Regions from separate parts of the Capra hircus genome. Here region 1 is linked to region 2. Evidence: chromatin contacts called from public Hi-C data. All regions are on one chromosome and are shown on one strand. Each heading gives the region's core, a stretch centred on a gene start, on an enhancer-like site or on the middle of the called end of the contact. The rest is flanking DNA. Distances are from core to core; before and after follow the strand shown.

Region 1 (4,179 bases), core at 1,275-3,774, 130 kb before region 2:
GACTACAGTCCATGGGGTCGCAAAGAGTCAGACATGACTGAGCGACTTCACTTTCTTTTCATATACTAAGTCAGAGAAAAGCAGAGCCAATTAACTTGGCCCAGAGGCAAAAGAGTGAGTATGCGCCTCTGCCTTTGCATGAGTGCATGTCTGTATTCAGTCCATTCTATGACTGGGAACTACATTTCCTGGAATCCCCTTTCCTATATGGTTCCAAGTTAGAATTTGCCAAATAAGAGAATTCACACAAGATTTGGAAGGTACAGGCAAAGTAGAAACCGTTATTCCCTAGTGATTGCAGCCAAACACATGGCTAGAAAAGAATGTCACAGAAGCTTCACATAAACTCTTGAGAACTGCCCCCTGTGCCACTTAGACTGAGAGGACTGGAGCTTCCCCGAGGCTTCTGGGACTGGCAGCAGTTTCCAGGCAGGCTTTGGAGAGCCATGCACTGCTTGAAGAAGAGATCTCGTGTGTGAGCTTCTCTGACCTTCAGCAACAGTTGCCTTGATTTCCACTCCCCCAGCTTGACTGGCTCTTTCCACAGTTGGGTAAGCTCCTAATTCTGTATTGAAGCTTTTATTCCCAGAATACATCGAATTGCTTCTATCTTCCTAACTAAGCTCTGAAAGTCTTCAATTCTGCAAATAGTTCTGGAATTTGTTTTCCAATCTGTTTGGATGCAAAAGTAGTAATGACCTCATTGATATTGGAAAAGGGGACACTACTAGCAGTCCTTGGCATGCAGTTACTTAAATGATCACCTGTAAGGTATTCAGGTTTTTACATCAAGTATGATATTAACTGTGGGGACGTTTTTGTAGCCGGCCCTTGTCTGATTAAGGAAAGTGAAGTGAAAGTGAAATCGCTCAGTTGTATCCGACTCTTTGCGACCCCGTGGACTGTAGCCCACCAGGTTCCTCCGTCCATGGGATTCTCCAGGCAAGAATACTGGAGTGGGGTGCCATTTCCTTCTCCAGGGAAATCTTCCCAACACAGGGATCAAATCCTGGTCTCCCACACTGCGGGCAGATGCTTTAACCTCTGAGCCACCAGGGAAGTCCCTGACAATTTCTGGCTTTTTGAGTGATTTTGTCATGAAAAGATATAAGGTTTTGAACTGTGCTTTTTTTTTTTTTTCTCCTGTTTCTATTTAGATGATTAGGTACTATTTGTCCGTTATTCTGCTAATGTGTACTACATAAATTTCGGGGTATTAAACCCACTCTCCATCCTTGGGATAAACTTCACTTGGCCGTGTTGTATAAGCCTTTTTAAATGTAGCCGAATACCATTTGGTAGTATTCTGTTAAGGACTTTTTACATTTATATTCATTAAGGATATTGTCCTAAGGTTTTCTGTGTTTATGATGTCTTCTGTGTGGCTCTGGTATAAGAGTAACACTGCCTCATAGAATGAAGTAGAAAGTGTCCCATCCTCTCTTATTTTTTGAGAGATTTTGTGAAAAAATGGTAAATATTCTCCATTAAACAATAGAATTTACCAGTGGGAAAAAAAATCACCTGTAATTGGCTAAAGTCAATGGCCTATAGAAGTCAAAGCCTGGAAGACCGAGTAGTTATAGTAATAGGATGTTCTGGAATGCTCCCTCCAAGGTGAAGCATAGTGATCGCATTAGGCACCTTCAGTCACAAAGAAAGAAGCACATCTTTGCATTGGGCAGGCAACTGGACAGGCTGGTTAGCCCACAAGGCTGCCACAGGGAGGCAGTGTGGTATCTCACAAAGTTCTTAGGCTTCAGACAAGTCCAAGCGGATCCTGAGCCTATCTCCTCATATGTAAAATGATCATAAAAAGCTTCTTCATAAGGTTATGGTGACTATACAATGAGCTAACATGTGAGAAAGCCCTTTCAAGCACACATCCTTGGGTGTGGCGCCCGTGCAATCTGATGCCAGTCCAATGACAAAACTTTCATCGACAGAATAAAAACAGCCCCACAAGGATGGCAACAATTCTAGTTGTTTCTAGTGTGTGTAGATACAGAAGCGCCTGCTGCTGTTGCTAAGTCGCTTCAGTCGTGTCCGACTCTGTGCGACCCATAGACGTGCCTATGAAACACTAATGCAGAGTTTAAAGAAGAATGCAACACCCTCCTAACTAGCACTCAAGCCAGAAACAGAATGTGGCCACTTACCTGCAAGATGACACCAGATGAGAGGCAGATGCAGGCAGAAATCAACGAAGCTTCTACCCAGAGCCCTCAGTGGAATAGCCTCGCATGCGGTGAGATTGAGTGTGCACTAACTTTCCCTGAACCTCTAAACTCTGAAAGGACGAGTTGGGGTTGTTCCAAGCTCATCCCACCCCACTTCTGAGACAGGCAAGTTGTCAACGCTCCTCCTTGTCGGGACAAGTCACATTGAGAACACCAGAGGGCAGCCACTCCCCACAGATGGTGGTGCCTGGGGAAAACAACAGCAGAAACAAGGGTGCAATGGGCCACAGTCTCCCAGAGCCCTTCCGGTCCTCCTCCTGCTCAGGCCTGTGCCACACAGCAGAATGGTGCAGTGTAAAGACCCATGGTGTTGGTAACTGGGAGACCTGGGCTTGAATCCAACTTTGCCACTTCCTATCTGTGACCTTGAACAAGTGACCTTACCTCTCCAAATCAATTTCCTCACCTAGAAAAACAGGGCACAAAATAAGAACCTGCTTCATAGGGTTACTCTATGACAAGTGAGATGGATGGGTCCAAATACTGTCCAAAACAGTCATTGCTCTTGGGCATCATAACTGTTCATCTACCTACATTCTCACCAGAGTCCTGGCATGCAGAGTGGATAAATGTGATTCTCATTTTTCAGATAAAGAAATTGAGACTTAAAGGAACTATCTGACCTGCAGGATAATGATGGCCAGAGTCACTTGATTTTTCTCAGCCTCTGTTTCTACCATTTCACAGTGATGGCAGCTGGCCTGAAGAGTTCAGTTCAGTTCAGTCACGCAGCCATGTCCGACTCTTTGCGATCCCATGGACTGCAGCACACCAGGCTTCCTTGTCCATCACCAACTCCCAGAGCTTACTCAAACTCATGTCCATCGAGTCGGTGATGCCACCCAACCATCTCATCCTCTGTCATCCCCTTCTCCTGCCTTCGATCTTTCCCAGCATCAGGGTCTTTTCAAATGAGTTAGTTCTTCCCATCAGGTGGCCAAAGTATTGGAGTTTCAGCATCAGTCCTTCCAATGAATAGTCAGGACTGCTCTTCTTAATGATGGACTGGTTGGATCTCCTTGCAGTCCAAGAGACTCTCAAGAGTTTTCTCCAATACCACAGTTCAAAAGCATCAATTCTTTGGCGCTCACCCTTCTTTATAGTCCAACTCTCACATCCATACATGACTACTGGAAAAGCCATAGCTTTGACTAGATGGACCTCTGTTGGCAAAGTAATGTCTCTGCTTTTTAATATGCTGCCTAAGTTGGTCATAGCTTTTCTTCCCAGGACCAAGCGTCTTTTAATTTCAAGGCTGCAGTCACCATCTGTAGTGACTTTGGAGCCCAAATAAATAAAATCTGTCACTGTTTCGTTTCCCCATCTATTTGCCATGAAGTGATGGCACCAGATGCCATGATCTTTTGTTTTCTGAATGTTGAGTTTTAAGCCAACTTTTTCACTCTCCTCTTTCACTTTCATCAAGAGGCTTTTTAGTTCTTCTTTGCTTTCTGCCATAAAGGTGGTGTCATCTCCATATCTGAGGTTATTGATATTTCTCCCAGCAATCTTGATTCCATCTTGTGCTTCATCCATCCCGGCATTTCACATGATGTACTCCAATTTAAGTTAAACAAGCAGGATGACAATATACAGCCTTGGTGTACTCCTATCCTAATTTGGAACCAGTCTGTTGTTCCATGTCCAGTTCTAACTGTTGCTTCTTGAACTGCATACAGGTTTCTCAAGAGACAGGTAAGGTGGTCTGTTATTCCCATCTCTTTAAGAATTTTCCACAGTTTGTTGTGATCCACACAATCAAAGGCTTTGGAGTAGTCAATAAAGCAGAAGTAGATGTTTTTCTGAAACTTTCTTGCTTTTTCTGAGATCCAATAGATATTGGCAATTTGATCTCTGATTCCTCTGCCTTTTCTAAGTCCAGCTTGAACATCTGGAAGTCCATGATTCATGTACTGTTGAAGCCTGGCTTAGAGGATTT
Region 2 (4,109 bases), core at 688-3,187:
GTGGGAGAGGTGACCCTAGAACTTCTCCCTGTGTAGGGTTCTTCTGTTTTTGAGGGATCCTCTGCCTTTCCTGAGCCAAGGGTCAGCCTCACCCCCGACACAGGGCATGGACCCCCAGCAGGGGAGGAAGAGAGCCTACACACCACTTGCAGGAAAGGGAATCCTCACTTGGCTTCTTCCCACAAATCTCAAGCACCGGGTCCAGAGGCAAAAACCTGCCAGGCAGCCTCCACTCGGCCAAGAGGCGCTGCTGGGGGTGAAGAGGATGAACCTGGACCCAGGGTGGAGGGGGCTGGCTGCTCAGCCTCCCTCAACCCCATACAGTGGTCAAAGCAGCAAGGGGCTCAAGAACCAAGGAAGAGCAAGCCAGGACAGGGCTTGGTCCCTCTGACTTGTCACCACGTTCGAGAGATGTAACTGGGGAGACTCTGGCGACACCTCACTTACACATGGGTCCTCAACATCTCCAGCCAAACCCCAAGAAGGTTAAAGACCTCAGCCTCATGCCCTTAAACCCATTTAGGTAGTAAGCACTCAGTACTCAAATACTATACATATTCACTCTTTACGCACAATTCAAATGAGCTTCATTAACTGGCTTGGCAGATTTTAAGACAGATGTGTGGAGAGCTCTGTGAGACAAACATCTGAACCACAGAGGTTGGGGGTAAACTACAGAGTGCAAAAATTAAATGCCCCCTGGAGCAAACATCTCACCTTGGCCCTGCAGAGCCGCAGGTCAGGAGTGCCCTTGAGCCCTGCTTGTACGTCCCTCAGGGCAGCAGAGGGTAAGGGATAGGAGGGAGAAAGATTTCCACCCAGACAGTGGGCCCCCCCCCAAGGGGTGAGGGTCACTTATCTGGGCAGTTCCCTTATCCAGGACAGCTCGCTCTCTGCAGAGCCTGATAAATGGAGCGTTGCTGTGCCCAGCAGTCCTCCTCTGGGGTTGGCTTTGTCCCTTGAAGAACACAAGCACTTTGTGTGTGTTTGGTTGAAATCTGCTTTCTGTGCCCCTGGTGGAAGTAAGGGCTTCTAGCAGGAGAGCCTGAGCCCTTTCATGGCTTCCTTCATCCTGCGTGAGCCCTGGGACAGGCCCTGGGGAGAATCCACTGGGGTCCCCACCCTCAGGGAGGACGGACTCGTGCAACCCTCTGAGCTGGATTTCAAAAGGTTTCCGCGTGGTGAGGCAGGGCAGGTGCTCAGGGGGAGTAACCGCGGAAGGTGGGGAAACAGCGCATAGGCCAAAGGCAGAGCCACCACCAGGAGCCGTGAGTCTGACCCATGGGCAGGCTCCGTCAGCCTGTCAGTGGCCTGCGCTGCCCTTGAGTCAGAACCGAAACGTGGCGGGCTCCTCGGCTCTGCGGTGGTCCCAAGCACGGTGAGAGCACTGCAAGTGTGTTTCATTCATTCCCCACAGCACTATGAAGTGGGTATTGCTAATGTCATCATTCGAGGTACAGACACTTGCCCTGGAGATGAGGGGTAGAGCTGAGTCTGAACTTGGTTGAGTCCAGCTTCCCTGGACAGACAAATAGATCACTGAGTGGGCATTCCTGGGACCGTGGGGCTTGGGAATGTTAGGGACAGTCAAAGAGCAGTGTCGACGGGAATCGTACTGTGTGAGAGACTGCATACTGCCCAGTGTACCCGACCTTGAGGTGGGAAGGGGTGCGCCTGGCATGGGCTGGTGTGGAGTTGAGTTTGAGCTGCAGGTGGTGAGGGCCGCAGGGGTATGCAGGTTTGTGACTTGCTGAAGCCAGGAATACTCAGATCATGTGAGCACGAGTGTGTGTGTGTGTGTGTGTGTGTGTGTGTGTGTGTGTGTGTGATGGCACTGGTACACAGGAAGTTGTTTCTGGGTACACTGGGCCTGTGCCCAGCTCCACACGTGGCTGGGCGGGTCTGGCCCGTCTTGAGGCACTGGGCACGTATCTGCGTCAGCTGAGAGTAGAGTGAGTGAGCGCAGGCGGAACCGGTGCTGCCCGCCTGCCATATCCTGGGCCTGAGCGGCCAGGCCCTCCCCTTGGTGGCGGCAGGGCCAGCGGGCGGGCCTGCTCTAGGACAGGTGTCTCCAGTTCCTGGAGCTGCTTCCTTGTTTGTAGCTTTTCCCCGAACCTCCCAGCTGCTCAGCTGGGAGAGGACGAGGCCGTGGGTCCTTCGGGGGGGATCTCCCAGGCCAGCCAGGAGGGGCTGGGCCTGGTGGATAGAAAGCAGCAGCTGGGTGTCACGAGCATTTGGGTGCAAGGTGCTCACACCAGGCCCTAGGTGCAAAGTGAGCCTGCTCTTCCCTTCCTCCCAGGGCCTCTGTTCAGCTGTATTTCCTCCCCAGGAAGGGGGGTTGGGGAGAGAGCCAGAGTGGCCAGTGGCCTTTGGCACCTTGAAGGAAAAGGGGGCATGCAGGCAGAAGCGCTGTCTCTGAGCCCCTCTGCACTGCCTGAACTCCCAGTGCTGGTCACCTGCCATCGTCCCCAGAAAGTCCTGTTGAGCACCGGAAACCACAGGGCCCTGGAACCTGCACCTGGGGGAGGTGTGAGAGCTGGCACCACTCTCCCTGGCAGGCAGAGTCCAGCCCCTTGTTTCTCATGAGGAGGTGGGGGTGGGGGGACCGAAGCCCACAGAAGGGGAGGGACCAGGGGCTGGGCCTGGTGCTGGGGCCCTGGGCCCCTTCCAGCATCCTGGGGTAAAATGGTCCTCTTTGAGGAGGCGTGTGAGAGAAGAGGACGCCTGGGTCCTGGCCTCACCCACCAGGCTGCTGCTTCTCCTGCAGGTGATTGAAGAGTTCTACAACCAGACGTGGATGCAGCGCTATGGGGAGCCCATCCCGCCCGCCACACTGACCACACTCTGGTCCCTGTCCGTGGCCATCTTCTCGGTGGGAGGCATGATTGGTTCCTTCTCCGTGGGCCTTTTTGTTAACCGTTTCGGCCGGTGAGCAGAAGGGGTTCTGGCCCTGCCCATGGAGTCCCAGCTTGGAGTTGGGGTGAGGGGGCCCTCCCTGCCTGTCCTAGGGAATTATCTACGACCCAGCCCCTGGGGTTTCCAGGGACCTGCCTGACCTGTGACCTCCTCCACTCCAGGCGAAATTCAATGCTGATGATGAACCTACTGGCCTTCGTGTCTGCTGTGCTCATGGGCTTCTCAAAACTGGGCAAGTCCTTTGAGATGCTGATCCTGGGTCGCTTCATCATCGGTGTGTACTGCGGCCTGACCACTGGCTTTGTGCCCATGTATGTGGGGGAGGTGTCCCCCACGGAGCTTCGGGGGGCCCTGGGCACCCTGCACCAGCTAGGCATCGTCGTCGGCATCCTCATCGCCCAGGTAAGCACCCACCCATGGCTCCGTCCCCTGGGTGTGTGTACAGATTCGACTCCTAGCCCAGCCTTCCGCAGCCCTGCAGAGCACAGCCTCGTGGACACATCCGAGGCACAGGTCCCAAGAACACACCACGTTCATCACTCTCCCCGCTTCCCCATTCCTGGTGGGAGAGCAAGGCCAGTTGCCTTGGCCCTTCTCATCCCCGCCCAGGCAGCCTTGCATCCTTTCTTCTCACCCTGGGGACCCAAGCACAGGGCAGCCCACTGGTTTCTCAACATGCCATCTCTCTCACACCTCCGGGCCCTGATACCTGTATATATGTACGCACTCCCCTCTCAGGGCTCTCCCTTCTCCATCCCCAAACCATCTTGTGGCAGAGTAGCAGTCCCCCTGCCCCCTGCCAGACACATTTGCCATCCTGCTATCTTATCCCACCGGGCCCCACCCCCACCCCCACCCCCACCCCCACCCCCAATGCTGTTAAGCAGGTCCTGCTTCCCCCTTGTCACAGATGAGGAAACCAAGGTTCAGAGATGTTAAGTGAAAGTGAAAGTCACTCAGTTGGGTCCGACTCCTTGCGACCCCATGGTCTATGCAGTCCATGAAATTCTCCAGGCCCAAATACTGGAGTGGGTAGCCTTTCCCTTCTCCTGGGGATCTTCCCAACCCAGGGATCAAACCCAGGTCTTCTGCATTGCAGGCAGATTCTTTACCAGCTGAGCCACAAGGGAAGCCCAAGAATACTGGAGTGGGTAGCCTATCCCTTCTCCAGCAGATCTTCCCGACCCAGGAGT

The links. Hi-C and Micro-C count contacts between places; a contact is called where the count stands out from the background.
Region 1: a Hi-C map of blood shows a contact between it and region 2, with 2.5 times the contacts expected there. The contact joins two enhancer-like sites. A contact is called at or near these places in 2 of 5 Hi-C or Micro-C datasets (both in blood).

Annotation. Positions count from the first base shown.
Region 1 is chr3:17,574,541-17,578,719 of ARS1.2, reverse strand. No RefSeq gene overlaps it. Among named protein-coding and RNA genes, the nearest start is that of SLC2A1, 100 kb to the right of the region's middle. Within about 2 kb of position 2,524, at least 1 of the 5 cell types and tissues checked has an H3K27ac peak or open chromatin away from gene starts, as enhancers often do.
Region 2 is chr3:17,448,804-17,452,912 of ARS1.2, reverse strand. SLC2A1 (solute carrier family 2 member 1) reads left to right here. Exons shown (of 10, transcript NM_001314223.1): 3 at 2,768-2,928; 4 at 3,078-3,318. Among named protein-coding and RNA genes, the nearest start is that of SLC2A1, 22 kb to the left of the region's middle. Within about 2 kb of position 1,937, at least 5 of the 5 cell types and tissues checked have an H3K27ac peak or open chromatin away from gene starts, as enhancers often do.